Regions from separate parts of the Zea mays genome. Here regions 1 and 2 are each linked to region 3. A link is a contact called in public Hi-C data. All regions are on one chromosome and are shown on one strand. Each heading gives the region's core, a stretch centred on a gene start, on an enhancer-like site or on the middle of the called end of the contact. The rest is flanking DNA. Distances are from core to core; before and after follow the strand shown.

Region 1 (3,511 bases), core at 382-2,881, 210 kb before region 3:
CTCCTCAATCTTCAATTCCTCTCACCTCAATCCAACGGTGCAAATATGGCGAAGTCCTCCATGATGCCTCTGTGAGGTTCAGGCTCGCCATCTCGGGGAGCAACATCACCTGCTCCTGCTGCGGGAACACCAACACTAAAGAGGGAAGGAGGCAAACCGAATGAGTATCGAGGCCTTGAGCGGGTCCGAGGTAGCGGTGGTATTGGCGGTGGTCTTGGAGGCTGGCTTGGTGGTGCAAGCCAGGAAGAAGACAGTGAGCTTGACGTCGAGCGGCCTGCAAGCTGCGTGCTGCCCTAGCGAACGAATGGAAGGTGCGTCACATCGTCGCGGAGTCGGAAGGTTGCCTTCTTGTAGGGTGTGAAGGGATGAAGTACCTGGTTAGCGAGACGGCGTTTGAGGCGGGCGGGCGAGGGGTGGCCGGGTGGGGGGCTCCTTGTTGCGGAGGCTTCTCCCTAGTTCCGGGTTCGCGGCTAGCGACAGTGCTAGCGCCATTGGAGGTGGTCCTGCAGCCTGGAGGGAGCGCCAGAGGAGTGTGAGAGGAGGGATCAAGGGATCGACAGAGGTGTGAGGAACCGGAGGCTCTTGGGCAAGCTGGATTTTGGGGCAAAAGGAATGGACGGGACGCGACGCATTGTGAAGTTTCTAGGAGCGACTTAGCGAGCGCGTAGAGGACGTGGTTTTGCAGACGAAGGGAGTTCACCGTGGGTCGCTCATCTATGATCCAACGATGAAGATGAAATGAGACGACGTGGATGCCCTGATTGAGCGCGTTTCTGTCCGGCTTTCATAATAAGGAAATATCCAACAAGCCAATGTCACATATTAATTAATACATCAGACATGGGCCATATACCAATTTGCATCTCGCCCTCGCCATTATTCATTTGACATCTGCGCGTATCAAACCCAATCTTCAGTTATATCCTGACTTTAATTAATTAATACTAAGAGCTAGTTTGGAAACTCCATTTTTCTGAGAGATTTACATTTTCCCAAGAAAAATTAGTTTATTTTCTTTGGGAAAAATAGAGTTTGGGCCCGGCCGGCCGGCGCAGCAGTGCTGCTGACTGTAGCAGTGGGAATTTAGTGGCTGTGCATACGTGAAGAATTCATCCGCGACGACTGAACGCGTGCAGATCTTTTTGTGGGTGGACAATTTATGATGCATGCATGAGAGCAGCAGGGGGTACATACACATGCATGGTTTCTATTGGATTACAACATTCGTCTTCGAGCACAGCATATCCTCAGGATTAATTAATTCAAACGTTTTAAGTTCGAATAATGGAGATGTATATATATAGAAAAAAAATAGTAATCGCCACTTTTTTTATTTCCAAGTGCATTGCGTATAGTCAGTCTAATAGTATATACTAATATCTATATATTGCATACTCTGAATATTATTTGTTCCATAGATTCAGTTGGCCTAAAAAATTGATTTTTTCAAAGGAAGAAACGGTAGGGTTATATGTGCATTTATTTCAAGATTATGCTTGTGAGATGGATGGATAGATAGGCATGCATGGTAGGAGGGTATCTCCCACCCACTCATTGTAGCAATCATGGGGCATTTCCCCTCTCTCCAGCACATTGCTGCTTCCACAGTTCCACACACATAAGGCCACCACAGCAAATAAAGGCACTGCTGCACTCTCTCTCTCTCTCTCTCTCTCTCTCTCTCTCTACGCGAAAAGAAAAGAGGAAAGTGGGATAGCTCAATCTCTCCTTCCACCGTCTCTCAGTTCTCACTCTAGCGCTCTCTCTCTCCACATATATATCAGTAGGATGGATGTGCAAACCTAGCTTGTTGCTGCCTTTCTAGCTGAGAACTGAGCTGTAGCTGTTGGTACGGTTTTCCTCCTCGCTCTTCTTCTCCTTCTTCTTGCTGCTGGTTGCCGGGAGCTGAGATCGATCGAGAGCACTGCTGTTGTTCGTGCGGCCGGAGGCGGCGGCGCGCGGCAGGGGGCGGAGACGACGACCGATCGGTCAGAAGGAATGTCGTCGGCCCAAATCGCGCCGGCGGACCATGTGTGCTATGTGCACTGCAACTTCTGCAACACAGTTCTCGCGGTAAGCTAAGATCAGGATCGATGAACTCTCTGCCTGGCTGGCTGGTGGTAGTGGTACTGGTACCTAGCTAGCTGCTACTTTCCCTTTTTCTCTGCCTCCCTAAATCTGCTTTCGAGATTTATGCGCAGTGATGAATTGACTGCCGCGCGCCTCCGTACCCATGCACCCTCATCGCCACGCAGTTATATTGGCCTGTTTTCTTTCCCACGATTTGTTTTCTACCTGCGCTCTTCCAAATTGGTTTAGGCTTGGGGGTCGCCCCGGCCCCTTCTCTCAGTTAACCGAAAATTAAAGAGGCAGTAAATCGGCTTTTTCTTCACGAGATCTGCCTAGCATGTCGTCTGCTTTCTTCGATTCAATTTCTTCAAATCTAGTTCCGAATTTTCTCTTTTGAAGCTCCCATCCTTTTTCTGTTCTTCAAATTTCTTGTTCCTTTGGAAAGGATGTTTTCTGCTGTTTGAGGGCCAGGTACATGGACCGATCAGTTTGCTAGCTAGATATGTAATTCGATTTAAATATGTACTTCTGGAAGTTCTCTAGATTTTGTTTTGGTTGCTCTGTAATGTACTTCTGTGTATGATATTTCTTTGGGTGTACAACAAAATTCCTGCATTATATCCTCCAGTTGCGCTCTCTTGAATCCCTTGATTTTAATTAACTGAAACTAGTGGTGAACAGCGTCCACTATACAGAAACCAAAGGCAACTGTAGCAGTGTATATACATGCATGTGCATGGGTAGTATTATTGAACTTTACTTTAATTTATATACACTATTTTCAAGAAAAGGGGTTATTATATGAGAAAATTCGTAATTCGTGTTCACTGAGAGGTCAAGTTTTTCATATTCAATTCGTATGTTCATATGTATACAAATTGAATTTCCCTTAATTATCAACATGGAATGATACAATCGCCTTAGTGTTATGAAAGCCACTTTTGAAGCTAATTAAGAGCATACCCCTGCAGCTCCTTCTACTTAGTTTTTTATCTTATTGGTAAAACTCTTGTCCCCAGTTCCAAAAGAAGAACTTAATTAACTTAACAGGGGGAAATAATTTGATTCTAATTAACCTAGCGGCCAAATACTCTCCTATCTGCTGAATATAATCGGCTAGCCAAGTTTTCAAAAGCTATGATTTATGTACAGCACTGCCTTCTGTCCTTTACCGTACCCCCCACCGGCCCACCCCCACGCGCGCACACACTGAAAGTAATATCAATCTTCTTTGTTTATTTTACCTTTTCTTCTACCTTGTTATCTTGATGATTCTCCCCTCCACAATCGATTTCTGATGTACAAAAAAGATAGAAAAAGGCATTGACTTATTACTTTATAGCTATATATATCCTAGAAATATTCAATATGTGATGAATTCATGTATAGGAAGTATTCCATTTACAGAACATCATGACATCAAAAGCCTACACCCCTATGC
Region 2 (3,436 bases), core at 721-3,220, 200 kb after region 3:
TGCCTGGTATGATAATGGGACTGATACAGTAATTTCAAAATACCAGAGACAATTCAAGCTTATTTAACCCTTTTTTTGTATCTCTATACCACATTAAAATCATTTTATCTGAATGGATCACCTTGTAACCACATCAGTTTGCACTGTTGCCAGGGCGTTTGCTTTTCTATGCCTCTTTGCAGCACTGAAGTGGAGCAGGCTACTGAGGACGACCTTATTGAACTTTCAGAAATCGAAAGGCGCAATGTCGGACAGGTTTTGGTTTCCTCCCTGTTTCGCCTGGTTTGAATTTAGCCACTCTGCAGCTACCAACTGGATGTAAAAACAAAAGATAACTGAACCTGCAGGCACTCCATTTGGATGCTTTATCTGACGTGGATAACACCACGCAGTCGCTGCTTTCGTTTACTGGCAACGAGAACGTTCATGGCCTATACGACGTTCTATTGAATTACAAGTACGGCGCATCTCATTTTGTCGTATAAGCTCATCCTTGTTTTTGCCTCGAAAGTTCTGTTGTATAAGCTCATCCTGTGATTCTTCAGGTCCTTGCTGAATTCATTATCTGCTGTGGATGTCCCAGTCTTGTATTCACCCCAGCCATTTCAAAATGGCTGTCTACACATCCCAGAGGTATTTTTTTCTTCTTCTGTCAATTCTATATAGTTTTATCTCTTTTGTCTGTCTCTGCCTTTTTTTTGTTACTAGGAAACTTGGTGACTTGGACTCTTTTATTTAGGAAGAAAGGGGACCATGTTAGTGCGACATGTTAGAAATGCAAACTGGTGCATGTGGAAGCCCTGATTTTGCTAATGCATAATAATTAGATCTGAAGCTGCTACACCATCACCATGCTTAAAATGTTTTGTTTCTGTATTAGTGCAGTGGAAAGGAGGTTACATTGAACTGCGCACCATCCTTTAGACTGAATTGCGTAATTGCAAAGTTTGGTTTTTTTTGGTTTAATATAAAAAAAATCTGATCCTCTGAACCTACTATGCATCTCTCAGGTGAAGTGTAGGGAGATGAGGAGAGCAGACATGTCATCCGGCGGGTTCGACACAGAACAGGGATCCGCATTTGCGTCGACGGCAGGCAACGTATGCTACAGCATGGAAGTAAAGGACGCGGTTCTGCCGCCATGGGTGGTCTCTGGGCTGTGCGCCGCCATGAGCTTGGACGCGACCAGCTTTGATCTGACGTACGTACGCGCAACCACTCCCCCGCCGGACACTGACTCTAGTTCTGCGCTGAGCTTTTGTCGTGGGTTCTCTCGCAGGATCGCCACGGAGCCGTCGTCGATGGGCTTGAACGTGGCTCTCGACTCCATGGGCACCACCACCACGGATGTCCAGCCTGAAGGATCCACCCCCTCCAGCTGCTCTGCGCCCACGACGCCCTTGGTGGGTGCCGTTCCTGACGCGGCCCTCGTCCCTGCCCTGCACTCCGCCTCGCTGCGCCGCCTCACCTACACGGACGGCGGCGGGTACGTTGCGCACACAACCGTGTGAGCGCCTCTGAGCTTGAGAGCCCGGCCCTCCTCGGTATGCGCAGCGCAGCGCAGGCTTGTTCTTTTGAGAATTTGGAGCCTGCCCTGGCCTTTGTCGTACAAGGACGACGTGTCGTTACACGCTTGGTTGGGTTGGATGGTAACTAAACTATGAGGCCAGACTTCTTCTGGTGGTCTGGAAAAGGAACACTTATGCTTGAACTCGGTGTGTGCTTTTTGCCTGGTCGTACTGTCGTTCAAAGTTGGGACCGTTCTTACCTTGCCGTGACACCGCCTGTTGGTGTGAGCTCCTGCTGTTTGAATTCTGAAGACAACCATCACCGTTCTGCGGTTGACAGAGGACGGTTTCTTGATTCTTTTTTTCTTCTCTCGTGTGCATTGTATTTGTATTGCACCCTGCACTTGCCGGCTGTCCCGGTCGGTCTAGCACATCCTGCTGAGTTCCTGACTCCTGAGCCAGGACCGACCGTCCAACCAGTTGAAGAACGGACGGAGCGGCGAAAGGCTGAGATGGCAATTCAAAAAATCACATGGCTGAGAAAACAAAACGAGACGGGAATAGGATGAGGTAGACTAGAGGACCAGGTGGTTGCGGGCCACCACGCCAAGTGTCGTCTGTCGCATGATTCTGAGACAGGAGATTAGCGCAAGGCCCGAGGCAGGAAGTCTTCTCCGGGCGGGCCCCGCAGATCCTTCCCACTCTTTCCCTGAGTTCCCTCTAGGTACCACGAGGCCGCTCATCACCCCCCGCAACGCGACAAACGGGCGAAACGGCAAAAGCAGCTCCCCCTGCGGCCTGCGCGGCTGCGCCCGCCCTGCAGCTGCTCTGCTTCCCTTTTTTTTTTTGAAATCCTCCGCTTCCTTCCTTCTGCTTCTCCTCGAGGGTCGAGGCTCTGCCGCTCTGCTATGCTGCTGCCGCCACTCGCTCGGAAAAAGCTTCGTCCTTTTCTCTCGCTCCCTCCCCTCACATTCGTTCCTCGCACCCTTCCACTTTCCGCGTCTGCGCTCGGCCGCCCATGAGCGCCTGCGGGGGCACCATCCCCGCGTCGCGCTTCCTGCGCCGCCGCGCCGCCGTGCGGGACCTGGGCGGGGACGCGGCCGCCGGCGACACCGACGCCTTCTGGGCCGCCCCGCCCCGCCTCTACGACTTCTCCCAGCAGCAGCAGCAGCAGCACACGGCCCAGGCCGCGCGGCGATCGCCCTCGCCGGCGCCGACCAGCCCGTGCCTCCTCGCCCGGAAGCGGCACCAGCAGTCCCCGTCGCCTCCTCCATCCCCGCGGCGCTCGCCTTCGTCGCCCGGGACCTGCCTGCTCTCCGCCCTGCACCGCACCTGCGTGGGCTGGGGCGTCACCAGGCGCGCCGAGTACCCCAGACGGCACCGCCCGGTTTCTCCCGCGGCTTGTGGGCAGGTTACGGGGATGCACACGCACGGGCGGGCGGCGGCTCGGTGCGTGGACGAGGACGAGGAGAGCACCAGCAAGAACAGCAAGTGCCTGTTGGCCGTGGGCAAGAACGAGCTGGAGGAGGAGGTGGGTCAAGACCACGAGAGCTGCCTGCACCGCCGCCGCCGCGCCAAGAAGGCCCCGTGGGCCGTCAAGGAGGAGCAGGAGACGTCAGGTGAGGCGGCGGAGGAGGGCGCCAAGCGCGCCAAGAGGACCCCACTGAAGCATGAGGCGGCGGCGGCGGCGGAGAGCAAGCCCGCCGGCGCCGCCACCGCCACCGCCACTCCCGACTCCGGCTCGCCACGCGGCAACGGCAAGGTCGACCGGTGGGCGGCGTGGCGGTACGCGGCGGGCGAGGCGGCGCTGGCCAACATCCTGCGCGAGCGCGGCGCCACCGCCGGCAATCCCACGCCGCGGGCCGTCCTGCGGGCGCAGGCGCGCCGCTTCATCAGCGACACCGGCCTGCTCGACAACCTCCTCCGCC
Region 3 (3,345 bases), core at 406-2,905:
CGAGAGCAAAGTTTTTTTATACCGAATAAGATCGGCTCGGCTCTGCTCGTCTCAAGTACGAGTACCCAACCAAGATGAACACAGTTACGACACGAGCCAATTCTAGCGTCTTCTCTCTCTCTTTCTTGGCGTCTTCTTGCTTCTTTTTTTAGAGCCTTGAAGCGTTGGACCTGTTTGGTGTTCAATCAAGGTTTTGTGCGACAAGAAAAACTAATAAATGACTTCTTTTCATTTGACCAATAAATAATCGATCTCTGCATGTAACCCTAAATAAAGCATGAAATCAGAACACGTTTTTTAGTTCCTATGCGTCTACTTGTCATTAGAATTCTCAAGGCCAGGTCAATCGTCCATGTCTCTCCATGACATAAACCAGCTGGGACGTAGGGGTATAGCTGCTCCTACTACTTAGCTAGAACATCGTCACAGCCAGCCCTAGTGCATGATGAATAGTAGGAGACAAGGTTGGCCGACCGTGTCCACCACATGCACGTCAGAACAACAGTATCTGAAAGACGCACGAACGATCAAGAACAACAATGAAAGAAGATACAGTTCCTTCCCTCCTCCCACCCAATGCAAGAAAATATTTCGGAAAAAGGAAAAAACGCGAGCAATCAATGAAACCGGTCGTCGCCGTCGCAGCAATCTGCAGCCGATCGATCAACCAATCGCTGGAGTTCGTTCATCTTTTCCCTATGAGGATTGTATGCGGCATGCGACGGATCGGGATCGGGTCCAAGAAACCGGCACGGAGAGATGTGGCGGCGGCGGTCGATCAGGAGCTAGCACCTCCTCTCCTCGCGCTGCGACGGGCTGCGCCAGAAGCCGGCGCCCTGGAAGCTGGCCCAGACCTTCGCCTCCGCCTCGGCGAGCTCGTCGCGCCCGGCCTCCGCCCGCGCGGGCCAGTGGCAGAAGTCGAGGGCGTCGCCGTTGCGGTCCCGGGCCGCCGCCGCGGTCGGGGAGGCGGACGCGGCAGCGCCCGAGGCGCCGAGGAGCTCCGCCTCCTCCTTCTTCTTCTTGGCCGCGCGCCTGCGGCGCGCGCGGGCGCGCAGCGCGCGGCGGCACAGCGCGGCGGGCACGCGCACGGCCGCCAGCACCACCAGCTCCACCACCGCGCAGGGGAAGCAGCAGCACACCGCGGCGCACTCCGCCGCCGTCCCGCCCGCCACCTCCCCGCACCGCGGCTGCTCGCGCGCCCGACGCCGCTCGCGCTCCCGCCGCGCCTCCACGGGCGGGGACCGCCGCAGCCGCCGCTCCGACTCCTGCGCCGCCGCCGCCGCCGCCTGGGACGGAGACGCTGACGCCGACGCAGACGCCGACCCTGATGCCCACTGCCTCGTGGACGAGGTCACGGACGCCGAAGCCGACCGCCGGTGGCTGCGCCGCTGCTGCTTCTGCTGGTGCTCGTGGCGCCGGCCGTCGCGCGCGCGCTCCATGCTGGCCTCGGCGGCCATCGCCCGCGATCGCGCGCTCGCCGCCGCCACCGCTGGCGACGTCAGTGGCAGCGGCGCGCCGCCATCACCTGGAGATTCGTGCGGGGGAGAGCGAGCGGACGAGCGGCCGGCCGAGGGAGGAGACGCATTCGCACGGGGGAGGGGAGGACGAGAGAGGCGGTTGTGGCATGCGCGGGGCGCCGCCGTATATATTAGGGAGCTTTCGTCCGGCTGACGGGTGGGGCCTCCCACATCATATATATATACAGACACGAGGGCTGGGGCTCGCGTCATCCGGGGAACCCGTCAGGCCGCTCCACGGCAGGCGCGACCCGTTTCTGGTGGTGGGGAGGCTGGCACGTGGGTCCAGCTATCTATCTATCTGTTCTTTTTTTTCCTATCCCTCTCTCTTCTTTTTAGTTCCTCTTTTCTTGGCAATACTATGCAGCTGATGTTGAAATTAAACCGATCCCAATTAAGCTTTGAGGTACTCTAGTGTTCAGCGGATTAGGGTATAAATTAGTTTGATTTACACTCCAATCTATTTTAATACATGCGAATTTAGATGAATACTAGAGTATCCAAACAAAGTCTTAGTTGTACTGGTCGATCAGCCTCTGCCCGCACTTTACGGCTGAATTTCCCTTTCCTTTTTTTTTCTTCTGCGACGTGCAGAACATCTCCCATCTAGCCTCCATGAACTACGACGTGACGACGAAGCACGGTGTTAATGTCGATTTGGTACCAAACACTAAAATGAACCATCTAGCGGTGCTTTCTACGGGACTCCTGCGGATGGTCCGTGGTTCGGCGTCGGACGGTCTGTGACCTCGCTGTAAGAGCGCTTCCTTCTCTGTGTGATTTAGAATGGTCCGTGTCTGGAACTCGAACGGTCCACGATGACGTAAGGTCTTTTTCGCAGAAATATGAACCGCTTTCCAAAGGAGCCGCTCCCTGGGATGGAGTTGTTCCGTCTTAACTGGCTTCGGAACCTACCTAAAAGCGGAATGCGCGCCCAATCAGAACCACATGTGTGGTTGTGGCGGTGAGACGAAGTGTGTTCTAGAGGGAAGCTTCTTCTTCGCAACATGCATTGTCGGAAAGATGTGATGGTATCCATCGTTGTAATAATCTCTCACAACTAACTGCAGATATATAGGGCATGTTTGGTTTTCTTCTTAGATGAGCCAAGTTGTATCTTTACCGTCAGGTTCCCAGTACATGCACATGGATGGTGTTTGGTTATGAAACTCATGGATCGGAGCCTGGAAAGATCGAGTTTGTTTGTTTCCGTTTGTTTGTCTCATACGGCATGCAAGCACACGCGTCGATTCGCACTGAACAAGCACACACAGCCCACGGAAACCGCAACGGCTTACGTACGGCAGCTGAACGTGCATGCCGCCACGTCACGCAAGCTACACAGCCATGCACCACAAGTCAGGCTGACGCGCGGCGGCGGCGTGCTATCTTGCTCGGGTGACCGCCGCCGCCGTCGACGCCCGCCGCCGCCGGTACTCCTCTCGGCTGGACGACGGCTCCGCCACGTCGGCCGCGAAGCGCACCTTCTTGTTCTTCTTCGTGCGGCGCCGGCCCTGGTCCGCGGCTCCGTCGCCTTCGCCGAGTATCATGACCCTGAGGTCCGCCTCCAGGCGGCGGTGGAGGCGGTAGGAGACGAGGATGACGCTCGTCGACACCACGGCGACCGCCAGCAGCCCCAGGCAGCTCCCCGCGCCGCTGCTGCTCCGCCGCTCCATCGCGATCAGCGAGGCGGGCCGCCGCCGACCTTCCGCTAGGCAGCTGGCTTCCACCGGACCACAGCCGCACAGCTTCAACGACGATATACGGGTATAGATAGATCGATGGAACGAACGACCGTCCGGCTGGCGATCTATCTTGGCTACCTCCT

Evidence for each region. A called contact is a pair of places that touch in the nucleus more often than the background predicts.
Region 1: a contact with region 3 is called in a Hi-C map of leaf, with 2.5 times the contacts expected there. The contact joins the promoter of LOC100272921 here to the promoter of LOC118476080 in region 3. A contact is called at or near these places in 3 of 25 Hi-C or Micro-C datasets (ear, leaf and tassel).
Region 2: a Hi-C map of bundle sheath shows a contact between it and region 3, with 4 times the contacts expected there. The contact joins the promoter of LOC103640625 here to the promoter of LOC118476080 in region 3. A contact is called at or near these places in 4 of 25 Hi-C or Micro-C datasets (bundle sheath, leaf and tassel).

The regions. Positions count from the first base shown.
Region 1 is chr1:179,710,034-179,713,544 of Zm-B73-REFERENCE-NAM-5.0, forward strand. LOC100272921 reads left to right here and starts at 1,632. Exons shown (of 6, transcript NM_001147373.1): 1 at 1,632-2,073. The coding sequence starts at 1,999.
Region 2 is chr1:180,115,423-180,118,858 of Zm-B73-REFERENCE-NAM-5.0, forward strand. LOC103640625 (Protein DYAD) reads left to right here and starts at 1,971. Exons shown (of 7, transcript XM_008664066.3): 1 at 1,971-3,436. The coding sequence starts at 2,527. It overlaps LOC100274059, which reads left to right. Exons shown (of 15, transcript NM_001360529.1): 11 at 154-255; 12 at 348-457; 13 at 546-633; 14 at 1,011-1,201; 15 at 1,280-1,709. The coding sequence ends at 1,511.
Region 3 is chr1:179,920,673-179,924,017 of Zm-B73-REFERENCE-NAM-5.0, forward strand. LOC118476080 reads right to left here and starts at 1,656. Exons shown (of 1, transcript XM_035964149.1): 1 at 212-1,656. The coding sequence starts at 1,457. The coding sequence ends at 786. It overlaps LOC103640624, which reads right to left and starts at 3,245. Exons shown (of 1, transcript NM_001323568.1): 1 at 2,611-3,245. The coding sequence starts at 3,193. The coding sequence ends at 2,903.